Regions from separate parts of the Mus musculus genome. Here region 1 is linked to region 2. The links are chromatin contacts, called in public Hi-C maps. All regions are on one chromosome and are shown on one strand. The core of a region is the stretch at or near the end of the contact, and the rest is flanking DNA. Distances in the headings are between cores, read along the strand shown. Region 1 overlaps Gm33616 (a long non-coding RNA gene). Region 2 overlaps Poc1a (POC1 centriolar protein A).

Region 1 (6,665 bases), core at 341-2,840, 78 kb after region 2:
GCGACAGAGCTCTGCTGCCCCCCACCCAGCCAGGCCCAGGACTCTGTCTGGTCCAACCTCATGGGTCCCAGAGACCCTCTTGATCCTTGTCTTCCTTTTTCTGACTTACTGTGAGAATGCTAGCCCAGCTTCCCAGCCTCAGTCTTCCCGTGTGGAAAGAGGGTACGGCAGTGCACTACCAGGCTCCATTCAAGTTGACCATACTTGAAGATGTACCATCTTCTACCTGTGTCTTCTGTCCCCAGTCTGCCCTGGTCACCAAGGTGGAGCACAGCCTTTGGAAGGGGACCTGTCCCAAAGGTACAGAAAGGAGACACTTGTCTGAGTCCTTGCCCCAGCCTGGCCTTCCAGGGCTACTGGCCTTCCATCATGTGAGCTAGTCCGGGGCTGGCCAGAGTTACTCATTTCAGAGTTAGCCTCAGCCCACCATGGGATACCTGACTGCACAGAGACCCAAGAGGTTGGCTTGAGCTGGGCTTGGCTAAGAGGAAAAATATAGGAGGCCTTACCTTGCTTTCAGTGAAGAGACACACGCCTCCTGCGATCAATATTGGAATCCTGCCATCTAGAGCCCAGCGTCCCCACAAAGAAGCAGGCACTGTGGGACACAGGGCAGGTTGTGGTCCCATGCACCTTTGGGCCTGAAGACCACAATAGTATTAGAAAGTACCATGGTTTCAGAGACCCAGAAGGTCAAGGCCATGGGTCTGGGGATCCCAGCTGTTCACGAGCACCGAGTGTAAGCCACTCAGACAGCCTGTCCCAACAGGAGCATTCTGCCATTCTGCTCAGCGTGGGCACAGACTCAGGACCCTGAGAGTGGGACACACTTTCAGTGTGGCCTCCCTGTATTGGGGATGGGTGAACTAGGGACTTATGTGTTTCGCCAACATGCCGACTTCACAGGTAAAGCTCCGAGGCTTCGGCCTGAGGCTCTGAGGCAGTGCGGTCTGAACCCCACACGAACAGGGTTGGAGCGCCTCAGCAGTCAAGAGCACACACTGCGCTGGAGTTTGGTTCCCAGCATCCATAGCGACAGCTTACAGCCCCTTGTAACTCCAGCTTCAGGGAAGTGCAATGCCAGCCACCTCGGGCGTGTGTGTGTGTGTGTGTGTGTGTGTGTGTGTGTGTGTGTGTTTCCCACTGTGTACACATGTAATTTTTTTTTTTTGAGGCAGGGTTTCTCTGTACAGCTCCAGCTGTCCTAAAACTTGCTCTGTAGACCAGGTTGGCCTCAGGCTTAAGAGATTCACCTGCCTCTGCCTCCAGAGTACTGAGATTAAAGGCTTATTAAAGCCACCACTGTCCAGCTACACATATTTATTTTAAAAAAATAAAAATAAGGCCTAAGAATAAACATGCGTACTGTGATATCTAACCTCTCTGACAGGTAAGGGGCATAGTTAAGGAGGGAGCTGGAACAGGGGCTGGGCTCAGGGTAGCTGCTGGGCAACAGCATGGATATGAAGGTCAAACAAGGCATGTGTGGGTGTGGGAGCCTGCCCGGCTGGGCTGCCTCCACAGTCTCTGCCGCCATAGTCCCCGCAGGCCTGGCGGCACTACACGGCATTGCCCATTTACCCTGCCTCACTTCCTCTGACTAAGACTAAAGAATTACCCACCCCTCCAGGGGAGTAGAGCCCTGGCACCCATCAGCAGGAAGTGCCCAGCTCAGCCTTCCCCAGAGCCACGCGCCCTGGCGTCCTCATCTGGGCTCTTGCCCAGGCCTCCTAAGAGCACAGGGTTGGAGGTGCTGCCTTTTCTGAAGGTTGCTGAGCTCAGCCTGGGCCATCATTAGACAGTCTGGGGGAGGAGGGGGTGCCCTCTCACACAAGGCTGCCCAAGGATTCCCTTGCCCTAGATGCCAGTCTTGCTGACACCCCACCTTTTAGAAATCTCGGTGTCTAAGAACCCAGGGCCTTGAGAGGAAGTCAAGTCAGTGCTCAGCCCCCAGCAGACAAGTGAAGTCGGGACTTTCAAGTGCTTTCAACTTCCTCCGACTCCTGGGTAGTGCCATTCGGGGACAAGGGACTGGGAGGGTGAGAGTGCCTCAATGTCTGGAGCAATGGGAGCCTGGCCTGCTGACAGTGGAGACCAGCCCCCTCTAGGGTGCCTAAAGGATCAGGGTGAAATAGTGGGGGACTTGGACTTGGAGCAGCTTCTAGATTGAGGGCACCTGCCCAAGTAGGGTCTTTCCTAAGCAAAGACCACTGAAACCCAAAGGAGAGGTGCAGCAAGCCACAGAGATCCTCAGAAGGCCCAAGAGGGTAAATCTCTGGATTCTCACTGTAGCTCTGCCCCTAAAGGGACACAGGCTTACAGCCACGTCCTTGGCTCCCAGTGTCTCCTAAGGCTGCACACTGGCCAGCCTATTGATGATGATCCTGCTTCAGACTCCTAAGTTCCTGCAAAATAACCCGCGAGGACAAACACTCAAGTGTCTTGTAGCCAGCAGGCCCAGTCAGCATGTTTGCAGGGGGTTCCTCTGAGAGGATTCCACTCTTTCCCCCTCATGGAGTGTCAGTCTGAGAAGGACACAGAGGGCAGCCAGCGTTGTAGCTGAGCAAGATGACAAGGTAACCTTAGATGGAACAGGCTGCCTAAGACCTGTGTAACACTCATAGGCTTATGCAGAGGGACCTGAAAGTATTTCACCACTCAAAACATAAAATAGTCCAGCCCCGGGGGTGGACATGGGACAAATAGAAAGCCCCATAGTGGCTGGGCCAGCAGCCTGTACCCCTGAAACTCCTCAGCACCTCCTTTCTTGTATATGTACATAGTGCTGCCTAGGCTAGTCAGTGACTCCATGCTGTGTGATCCAGAGCCAGCCCGCCCAGCTCTCTTTGGGCTATAATTACAATTCCCTGCCTTCCTTAAAGGCTATGGGCAGAATCAGAGACCTCAGATGAGCAAAGGCCATGGGAAGCTTTGCCATCAGACTGACCTGGAACCCATTGTCAGAAGGGACCCACTGTAGAATTCTTGGGTAGGTCACTTGACTTCTCTGAGTCTCACTTGAATGATGACAATGAAGATACCTCATCAGACCTGGGGTACCCTGGGGACCCAGGGGAGATGAGGGCAGCCCCTCCCAGGACAGAAGTAGTGTATGCACAGAGGATGTCCAAAAGTTTTAGGGATGCAGGTTGTCAGGACCAATTGTGTTGGGCCTTCTACCAGTCCCAGGTCATCGCTCTATGGGATGGCATTGGGTTGCGGTGGCTCCTGGGTTCCCATCAGTGCCTGTTGCTGTTAATCTAAACTGCAAAGGCCTCTCCTGTGAGGGTTGGGAGTTGTGTTGTTGGGGCTGTGCAAAGTGCAAACAACCCCACTGTGGCATCTATCCCAATTGGAGGGCACAGGAGATAGCATGTACCCTGGTGACCCTGTAGAATGGTGGGAAAAGCCAAGCCATTGTGACTAGGGGCAGAGCTAAAGGAGGGGTTTCTACCAGTGAAAGAAGGTCCCCTGGCCATGATACTCTGAGCCTGTGGCCTGGGGAATCCAGGGTCTTGAACCACTGGCAATGGACCCTGTCAAATTCTCTTCTCAGAAGGCGTCTCTTTCCCTAACATCTGGGGCCAGCAGCGACCAAGTTGAAGACTTGGCTCAAGTTCTCCAACTTGCTCCATTAGGTTCACGCTTAGTGTTTTATTGAGGCCAGTGTTCAATAAAATGGGGTGAGATGGGGGACCCCTTTAGTGGCAATTTTGGAGTCTGGGTTTCTCTCTAAAAAAAAAAAAAAAAAAAAAACAACACAGATTAAGAATGTGTTTTCAGCTAGGGAAATTACCCAAGGAGCTAAAGGGAACTGCAACCCTATAGGTGGAACAACAATATGAACTAACCATTACCCGGGAGCTCTTGTCTTTAGCTGCATATGTATCAAAAGATGGCCTAGTCGGCCATCACTGCAAAGAGAGGCCCATTGGACTTGCAAACTTTATATGCCCCAGTACAGGGGAACGCCAGGGCCAAAAAGGGGGAGTGGGTGGGTAGGGGATTGGGGGGTGGGTATGGGGGACCTTTGGGATAGCATTGAAAATGTAAATGAGGAAAATACCTAATAAAAAAAATGAATGACAAAAAAAAAAAAGAATGTGTTTTCATTTTGATTCCAGGTGTAGGATATGGGGCTGCTTCAGACTGTCCACAGCAGCTGACTATGATTTGCCTCGTGCTCTAGCAGAGGCATGATTTTGCCAGCTGCAGATAATTTCTGTGATTGTATGATGTTTGGAATTCTGGGAACTTTTTAGAGGGTATATAAATGCTAGGGCCCCAAGAGGGAGGGTAGGTTGTTCTTTGTTTGTTGTTGTTTGTGGCTTTTAATAGTAGTTTACAAAGAAGAAATAACAACAAGAGGAAATTAGATATCCTGATGGCAAAGATCAAACTTGGCCCAAGGAACTCTACCCTCTACCCTCATCAGTAGTCTAATGCTAACATCTCCCTTTCACCTCTATCCTTTCTCTATCTAGAGGGGTTGAAAGGGTGGGAAGGGGCAGAGAAAGGGCTAAGAAAGAAGAACTACAAAGTAGTAAAGCTACCTACCACAAGTGGTACCCAAATGTAGGTCTAGGCAGAATGAGAAATTTTATTTCAAATGCCGTAGAGAAAACAGCAGGGAATGAAGAATGGATTTTTCTTTTCAAGACACCAGCAAAAAAGTTATTGTGTCTGGTACCACTGGGGTATCCCCCACTTCTTTGTTCCCAGAAGTGGTAGTCATCATCATCTCCTTCTCCTCTTCCTCCTTCTTCTTTTCTCCTCCTCTTCCTCCTTTTCTTCCTATATTCTGTTTCAAAAAAAGGTAGGGGTCACTCTCATTTCTGAAAGGGTTGCAGACTTGGTGAGGTGCACTAGAAAGAAAAGGGAGAACAAAAAGGCTCAGTCCTAGTAACTGAGCAAGATGGAGTTATTTGGAGGAGGAAAGAGGGAAAGAAAGTGCCTGAGGGTGGTCAGGTCAGAGAAAAGCTGAAAAGGCAGGAGGACAATCTGATGAAACAGCCTGTTTCCAGAGAAAGGGTCAGTCTTGAACCAACTGTGCCGCCAGTTAGAGGAGGGGTGGCTCTGGGTTGCGAGACCATCATCAGCTTTCCCAGTAGTATACAGCATAGGCCTGCTAAGAGATAGGATGGTATCCTACAGACATGGCAGATCTAAGGCCATTTAAAGAGGTCATGATTTCATATGAGATGCACTTGCCTTACACGGAACAAACTCTAAGTGGCTGGGCTACTCAAAATAGAATTATTCCTCAAGACTGGAAGGGATTGATAACAGCTGTACTAGAGGCCATTTCATACTTGCAATGGTTAATATGGTAGAGTGAAGAAGCTGTTATATTGAACCACAAAATAGAGCGAGAGAAATGAACATAGTCAAAGATCAGTCGCTGGGTGAAGGGTGGTACCCTGATCTATAAGGACAGATTCAATTTGATGATGCTACTATAGAACAATGTCACTTAGCTTTAAGAGTTTTGGGACAAAGTTGAGGAACTTAGAGGAAAGTCCACCTCATTTACAAATATTACACAAAGCACTGAAGAATCTTTCACTGTTTTGTTTTGTTTTACACAGATTAGTTTCAGCTGTGAACAAAGCCATATCAGACTCTGATGCAAGGCAGGTGTTGATAGAGACCTTGACGTTTGAAATGCAAATACTCAATGTAAAAATTTTATTTGACCATTAAAGGTACGGAGAGTGCCCATGGATGAATGGATAATATTGGTGGTTCTAACATGCACACCTTATATCATAGGTCAAGCTACAGCTAGAGACCCCAAAGGCCCAGCCCTTGCTTGGACAGGAGGGATAGACTTGAGCTGCTTTGTCTTGGGCCTTGGCTCTACCCCAGAGAGGTTTAGGAACCAGGCTGTCCCATGGGCCTCTGTTTAGTCTACCCCACTGTGCCAGAGACTACCTCCTGCTTGAGCTGGTATCACCTCTTCCAGGGACAGATGAAGGCTGTGACTTGGATGTACCCTCCTCCCTGTTCCTCCTTCTACAAGACAAGACTAGCTCATTCACTCTCAAGTCTCCAAAGAAATAAGTAAAGCGAAAGGAGCCATGAGAAGGGACCACAAGGCCATGAAATCTTGGGGTCAGGTCAGAGGTCCTCCCATACTGCCAGTGGGGCCCAAGGTGGCCTCATTCCTGGCCCCAGCATGCGGGTAGGTGGCTCAGGTGTATCTGGCTCAGCTGTCTTATAATTTCCCGAGTACATGAGAGCTCGGGCTGCTTTCTGGAAGCCCCTTGACCACTGGAGTCAAACGGTCTGAAAATATACACAGATTTTAACCCAGAAATCCTATCTATCCCTGTGTGTCTGCCCCAAGGAAACTGCCACTTGAACGCACAGGGAGGGGGAAACCTCTAACTAGCTCGGTGATCCCTGACTCATGTCAGCTGTCAGCTATATCCAGACTTCCTCACTGAAATTGTCCTCTCCCACAGACTTGAGGTCCCCTATCTATGCTACTCCCTGCCCACCCAGACAGGATATATGTTTCTCAGGAATACAGATATCATCCACAGAGGCAGGGGAAAGCAGGCTGTGAGCTTTAGCCCTCTTGTGTGCCAGGCTCCATTCTAGGTACGTAACACTCCATCCTGTCTTCACAGCAAGGTTTTATTCTCCCTGTCTTTCATGCA
Region 2 (7,081 bases), core at 945-3,444:
CCCAGCTACAGTAAAATGTATTGATTTTCCAGTAAAGCAGAGGTTAACTAAAGGCTCTTTGTCCACAGCCTACATAAGAGCCAGCTTGTATCTTCCCACTCCATCACTAGGTCTTAGCTATCAGCCAAAGAGGAGGAAGGCCATGGAAAGCCTCGAGCCTCCAGTGAGTTTACAAGCAGAGCTGTATGGCGGACGCTCGAGTTGACTGGGTAGTAGATGTGCATGCTAAAAGCCAGGGTAAAACAGAGTCACCGACACAAGAAGCTGGCTGTGGTTTTCCTCAGACAGCGAGGCTGCCAATTCCTCACCTTTTTACAGTTTGTTCTTGTTTTTCTGGGGTGACATTGGTGTTATGTCTACCTTCGTGCTGGCCACTCTGTTGTTGGTAATGTTAGGTCTCCACAGTTATGTAAGGATCTTGTCCATGTGGCATGTGTATGCCAACATTCAGTTTGTAAAATGGCAGATGAGGTACCCATCTGTATGCCCATCTCTCTGGGAGGTATGAACAGTGGTGGGTAACTGTGAGGAGCCTCTGGAGGAGTCATGTGCATTGCTGTGTCCCAGTGGGGTGGCATCTACATGTCACATCTTCTAGAGTGATAGAGTGGTGGCTCTTGTGTGACACCACTGTTGCCTGATTCCTCCTCTGATGGCCGAGCCACCCTCCCTAAAGAGAAGCCAGCAGCGCCCGGCTGCCATGGCTTCTAGCCACCACTAGGGAGTGCTCTTGCTTCCTGGCAGGGTGACTCTCCCAGCCTTTGTGATATGCTTTTAGGCATTATCCTCTTTTGGAAGACAGTGTGGTTAGTTATTTATTTGAGACTTTTTTTGACATTTATTTTTGTATCTTTAGCTTTCTTTTAGAAATGAGAATAGGTGTTCCTTGCCTCTATGTGTGCCTGTGTATCATATTTATGCAGTGCCTGTGAAGGCCAGAAGAGGCCGTCGGATCCCCTGGTACTAGAGTTACAGAGGTTATAGTAGCTATGTTGGAATCAAACTTATCTGTCTGTCTGTCTGTCTGTCTGTCTGTGTAGCTACGTTGACGTGGGATCTCACTCTTTAGTGCTGGGTGGTCTGTGGAGACCAACTTGGCCTTGAACACAGAGATTTGCCTGCTTTCGCCTCCAGTGCAGATGCTACCATACCTGGCTAAGAGTGGTTTTTTTCTTATTGTTAAACTTATTGGGCTTAAAATAATAAGTGTGTTACTGTCCATTCCATGATGCCAGTGACTGTGTCCCATTGTGTCCTGTGAGCCTCCTAGCAGCTCTGGGAGGTGGGAGCTGGGATCTTTTCACAGAAGAGGGCACAAGACAAATGCTGAATCCCTCTCCTAAGGCCTCACAGTAAGGGGCTGGAGTCAGGCCATTTGTCCAATAGTGTGGTCTGGAGTTTATCTTCATGACTTCATGACTTCACAGAGTGTCATGGGCAAGCCACTACCCTCAAGCCTTCCTTTCCAGGTCGACATGATAAACAAGGAAAGGAAACAAAGGGATTTAATAGTGATTCTGACATTGAGACGTCTATGGCACTTGGGTAGAGGGACAAACAGGTGCTAAGATCTAATCGTGCTACATGGTGATACCCCATCCTGGTGCCAAATGTCCCCAGAGACTCCTCATCAGGGATATGGGGCAGGGCCCAGAGTTGAATTGGCATTATCAGGTGGGAGCCACTACTGCTGAGAACTTTGGGGTTAATTCAATTACCTCTCTCACCTCTGCCTGTTGCTCTTGGCAGGTGATGGTCTGGAAGAGTAACTTTGACATTGTTGATTATGGAGACATGAAGGCACGGAGGCCCCCACCCCTAACCAGCTCTTCTGGAACTCTGGTAAGTGGTTTGGCAGTTAGGTCTTGAGCCATGTGACTCTGAGATAGTCACAGTGATCAGCACAAGGCTTGGAGATGAGGGGGCCTGGAGGCTTCTCTGTCACGAGAAAGGAACCCTGGTATGGTCTACCAAATAACACTTTGAGCCTTGGTGCCAACCCAGAATGAACAAAGGAGACATAAAGGCAGCAGAACAATTTTAGGGTACAGGATGCTGGCCCTTTTGGTGGGGGTACTGTCATGGCATGCGCTGCTGCTGGAGTAGGCCAAGGCACACAAGGACCTGTCCCATGCCAGGCCTTCCTTCGATCACAGGACCCACGTACATGGTTCCTAGAGGGCTCAGCTGGGACGGGCGGATGGGAAAGACCCTGGTTTGGTTAGTCTCACTTCTTTTTTCTTTTTCCCCTTAAACCATGGAGAGGAAGTTCATTAGCCACAACCATTTTTAGTACCTTTGTTGGTAAAAGGACATTCAGTATTCCTGAGTAAAAAGAATCTTTAATTTTGTAAAATAAATAACTGGGTGAAAAATGATAGCTGATAAAGGCTCATTAGATAAACCTATCACTTATTTCAACTTTGGTTGAAACCCCAAGGCTTTAAGCTTCTGTGGCCATGGACTATGTACCCTCTCTTCCCCCTGGGCCAGAGAAGCACTGTGGCCTCCTGGGCAGGAGGAAGCTGGCCTGAGCAACAGGAAGCGGCTCGCCCAAACCCCCAGCAAGTCAAGGCTGGAACTCAGAATAGAACCAGGAAGCCTCCTGGTCTGTCCTGGGCTTGCAGTGGCTGAATCTCTCCTACCACATGCCCAGTCTGCACTAGAACTGCCTCTGGAGTAGCCCACATTGTGCCTACAGTCTTCTCCCCAAGGATCTCTCCCTTGACTAGCCACCATGGCTGGAGGCTTTGTTTCTGTTCCGTGTTTGAGCTATGGGCTGTTTGGGGCTCTCTGGGTCGCCCCAGTGTTCTCCTTGCTGCCGATCCCTTTTCTGCCTAGAAAGCACTTTGAATGGTGAGGCTGGGGTCCTGTGTGGATCCTGCCCTCTATCCTGCAGCTCCCTGACTGTTGGGCACTTACAGGGAGACCAGCACTGCTGGGCCTTTCCATGCGCTCACTGCCTGCAGAGCGAGTGGGCGGTTCTTGCCCTAGTTCTCAGGTGAGACTCTGAGCTGGAACCATGCTGTCCTCTGAGCAAGGCTAAGTAATCATGCAGGTGGCTGCTGGTGGCAGGGGCTGCTTGACAGCTGTTCTCATCCTAGGAAGCTACTGCTGTCTGCCTCAGGGGGATGGTTAGCATCAGGAGGAAGAAAAATTGACATTACTACTATTTTATTATTATTAAAAAGAGTTTCATGCAAGCATTGAGCGTATTTCTCCTGCCCCCTGCCCTCTCCACTCTCTTCCTCCCACTCTTGGTCACTATCTTTGCCCCTACAGTTTAACTTGTACTTTCATGTTATATGTATATACACAGTTTATGAATTTATAGTAAATATAAGAACCGCAAAGGAGAGAAAACATTTGGGATTGGCCTTTCTGAGACTGCCTTGATTTATTTAATCCAGACAACTCTGATTGCACCAATTTGCCTGCAAACAACATAGCTTTGTTCTTTTTGTAATTTAGCTGTTGTGAGTAAGGCTGCAGGTGTCTCTGGGCTATGCGGACTTGGAGTGGCAGAGCTGGGCCACACAGTAGATCTGCTTTTAGTCGTTTAAGAAGCCTCCACTCTGAGTTCCACAGTGGCTGCTCGCTTACATTTCCACCAGGGAAGTACAAGTGGACATTTTGTCTCCATCCTTGCCAACATTTGTTGTTTGTTTCTTATTGTCAATTCTGACAGGACTGGGGTGGAATCTCATTGTAGTTTTGATGACTAGTGAGATTGCCTGTATTTTTTTTTTGTTATAGTTATTAGGAAACTAACTTGGACAAACTGCCTGTTGTCCCTCAGCCCCACTCAGAACGGGGAACACACCCGCCTTGTTTCCCAGAGCTTCAGGGCCTGAGAGTCTAGGGTGTAGTCACGTGGGTAGAGGAAGCCAGCATGACAGAATGGAGAACTGGAAGTGAAGGGCTCAACAGGACTCAAGGTAGCCAGTTGTCCCCAATCTGCTTTGAGGCCCATATCAGGACTATTGCTATAGTCTCACCAATAGGCAGCCCTACATGGGACTCAACAGGGGACAGGATATGAGTTCTGGTGTCATGGAGCTGCCTCTGAACCCTGCTGGGTAGTCCTGGGCAAGCACCCCATCTTCCCAAGCCGCCATTTCTTCAGGGGTTCAGAGTACTCACAGGTGTGTCTTGAAGGCACCTAAAGTGACACAGTAATCTTAGCGTTATTCTTGGTTGAGATAGGAACTTCTTGTTCTTTGTCTTAAATCCCTTCTAGAGCCTTGAGAGAACAGGTGTGCCTTCTAGACAGCCCCCCTCCCCCCAACACACACACCTAATGCTGCCTGAGGGGTTGGTTTCTCGGGGGGGGGAAAAAGAAGGCAGCCCAGGGTATTGTTCTGCTCGGTTTTATTGTAGGGGTATATATGGAGATCTCTCATTCATTCTTATATATATATGTATATATATATATGTATGTATGTATGTGTATATATATACACACACACATAATATACATATATACATATGTGTGTATATATATATAAATTGACCGTTTTAACCATGTGTCAGTGTCAGTCTTAGTAAGCCGTCGGCATCCACCGCCACAAGTTTTTCATTCTCCTATGCTGGAAACAGTAAGTTTTTTCAAAACTGTGATGGCTAGGTTCTCTCCTGAGGTAGGAAGGGAGCTGGGCAGTGAGTTCCCTTCTTCCCTGGCACTTAGGTCCCCACATGGCCAGAGAGCTTGGCTCCTCAGGGGAGTTCAGGCACTCTGCTCTGTCCTGTGAACCAGGTCTGACAAGCTTCCACGCCTCATCTCTGCCCACATCCCATCCTTCCAGTAACTCTAGGTTGCAATCTGCATTTGGGGCAGATATTCTTTGAGTGCAGTCCCATGCACCATGATGTCTTTAGCATCCCTGGCCTTACCTGATATATGCCAATAGCATCCTGCTTCCCAGTTGTGACGACCAGAAATGTCTTCAGCTGTTGTCAGTGTCACCATTGAGAATCACTACAAAACCTCCTCTTTTCAGAGGAGCCCAGAGAGAAAGAGGTTGGGAGGCGTGGGGTGAGGCTGTGGGAACTGAGGTAGGCTGCTCTAGGAGCCTGCGCAAGGGTTCTGTTCACTTGGGTCAGGTTTGGATTCCCACCAGAAGATGTGGACCAGAGCTCTCAGCTCTTAGACCATTTTGTAGGAATGCTGTTTGGCCTATCAGATTTCAGACTCTCCTAGAGATATTGGTAAACAATAAGAAAAGACTCTTCACCTTTAGCAGCTGGATTTCCTTCAGATTGGCTGTGTATTGCCCTTCCTGCCCAGAGGCTATCTGACTCAGAGGCAATGCCTAATGAGGGGCCTGTGGGTGGCAGGATGGCTTACTCTCAAGTCATGGAGAAGTAACTGTGCTGCCGCTCTGATACCCTTTGCCCCTTATCTCTGTCTCCCAATCACTAAAACAAGGTGTACGCTCCTAGGCACTTAGGATTGTCAGGGAGTTCATGGGGCCAAGCACATGTGAAACTTCTGACTTGTGCTTTCTCCAGTGTGGCCATTGGAAACCAGAGGGACAGACCTTGCCTGGATCCTTGCTGCTCCCGCATCCCCTAGCAGAGACTGGCAAGGACAAGCTTGTGAGCCTTTGGAGGTCCTTCACCCTTGAGCCGCCCTGCCTGTGACCTCGTCTCTGAACGTGACGTTTCAGCTTTCAGATCCTGGAATGAAGGCTGTCCTTAAACTCACTCGGAGAGGAGCTGTGCTCACTGTGGAGCTATTTTCAACCTCTGGTTGAGATTCACAGCTTATTTTTAGGCACATTTCATGTTGAAAAGCAAAAGCCATTTTCCAGCCATTCAGACTGAGAAGAATGGGTGCCATTTTCCCTCTGTTCTTGGTCGAGTTGTACAAAGGAGGGATTTCAGGGCTCGTGGCTGGGGTTCTTTCTATGCTTGGAAGATTGCACATGAAGGATTCCAGGCCACGCTGTGGACTGAGAGTAGGCAGGAAGCTCCATGCTCTGCCCTGGAAGAAGGATAGAAGGATGGCTTGTGGGCAGATGAGTGCCTCCTGGAGGGGTACGGGTGGGGGTATCCAGAGGGCTTCTCTGTAGCAGATGCTTGTAGTGGTGTTTCAGGGAACTACTGCTTAGCCTGTTCCTTGCTGCAGCCCTGCCCACTGTTCTTACCCATCCTCCTGTTCTCTGGACTGAAGGGTCTGTTCCTTAGGCAGAAAGACCCTGGTGTCTTGGCTGATTTCAGAGTTAGCATCTTGCCCACCCCAAATCTTCTCCAGGACAGATTTCTACTCCAGCTGCAGAAGTACTTAAAAAAAAATATTTATTTTATGCATATGAGTACACTGTAGCTGTCTTCAGACACATCAGAAGAGGGCATCACATTCCATTACAGATGGTTGTGAGCCACCATGTGGTTGCTGGGAATTGAACTCAGGACCTCTGGAAGAGCATTCAGTGCTCTTAACCACTAAGTCATCTCTCCATCCCCAAAAGTACTTTTAAACATCTTGTTTGTTTTGTATTGGACAGGTCTCTCCACATAGATCAGGCTGACTTTGAGCTCAGAGATCTGCCTGCCTCTGACTGCATACTAAAATTAAATGCATTAAATTAAATGCCCAACTTTTAAAATCTACTTTTAATGAATAAGGATGGATTTATTTGGATCTGCCCTTATTTTTGCCATAGTCAGAGGCTCATTATGCAATTGAGGAGTTGTACTAGGTGGGGTGGGAAATGAAGAACACCTCGTTCTAGGTAGTTCAATGAAACGGACAGAGAAAAACACCACCCCACTTCCTGAACTCTCAAGGTTGGCAGCTCCGGGTTAGAAATTAACCTTGGTCTGTGGGTTGAGGGCGCGTCTCTGCTCACTTCTCAAGGTGACATTTGAAGGAGGAAAGCTACCTGTGGTTAAGAGCTTGGCTTCTGGCTCCCGACCAACCAGTGGCTGGATCTCTGAGGTCTTGGTTCCTCTTCTCAACCTGGGAGACGCTGGGTCCTCCTTTGGTGAGATTTCACGGGTGGTATGCCAAGCAGCGCCTGGCTCTGTTCCTGGCACATGGGCAGTGCCCATGAAGCATAGCCATTTCAAGAATGTT

Evidence for each region. Hi-C and Micro-C count contacts between places; a contact is called where the count stands out from the background.
Region 1: a contact with region 2 is called in a Hi-C map of bone marrow-derived macrophages, with 53 read pairs. The contact joins two enhancer-like sites. A contact is called at or near these places in 10 of 39 promoter capture datasets (the C10 cell line, the HPC-7 cell line, cranial neural crest and 7 more), 3 of 15 datasets of contacts at CTCF or cohesin (CD8 T cells, embryonic stem cells and large pre-B cells), 29 of 484 Hi-C or Micro-C datasets (the 63-12 cell line, the C2C12 cell line, CD8 T cells and 20 more), 17 of 115 datasets of contacts at active chromatin or transcription factors (CD8 T cells, the HPC-7 cell line, craniofacial prominence and 12 more) and 4 of 9 other capture datasets (adipose tissue, embryonic stem cells, liver and 1 more).

The regions. Positions count from the first base shown.
Region 1 is chr9:106,384,696-106,391,360 of GRCm38.p6, forward strand. It overlaps Gm33616 (a long non-coding RNA gene), which reads right to left. Exons shown (of 3, transcript XR_001779299.2): 3 at 4,577-4,865. Among named protein-coding and RNA genes, the nearest start is that of Dusp7, 19 kb to the left of the region's middle. Within about 2 kb of position 1,591, at least 54 of the 459 cell types and tissues checked have an H3K27ac peak or open chromatin away from gene starts, as enhancers often do. A contact at or near this core is called in bone marrow-derived macrophages, cerebral cortex, cortical glia and 3 more, where this site is marked.
Region 2 is chr9:106,306,192-106,313,272 of GRCm38.p6, forward strand. It overlaps Poc1a (POC1 centriolar protein A), which reads left to right. Exons shown (of 11, transcript NM_027354.2): 9 at 1,750-1,842. Among named protein-coding and RNA genes, the nearest start is that of Poc1a, 29 kb to the left of the region's middle. Within about 2 kb of position 2,195, at least 83 of the 459 cell types and tissues checked have an H3K27ac peak or open chromatin away from gene starts, as enhancers often do. A contact at or near this core is called in bone marrow-derived macrophages, cerebral cortex, cortical glia and 3 more, where this site is marked.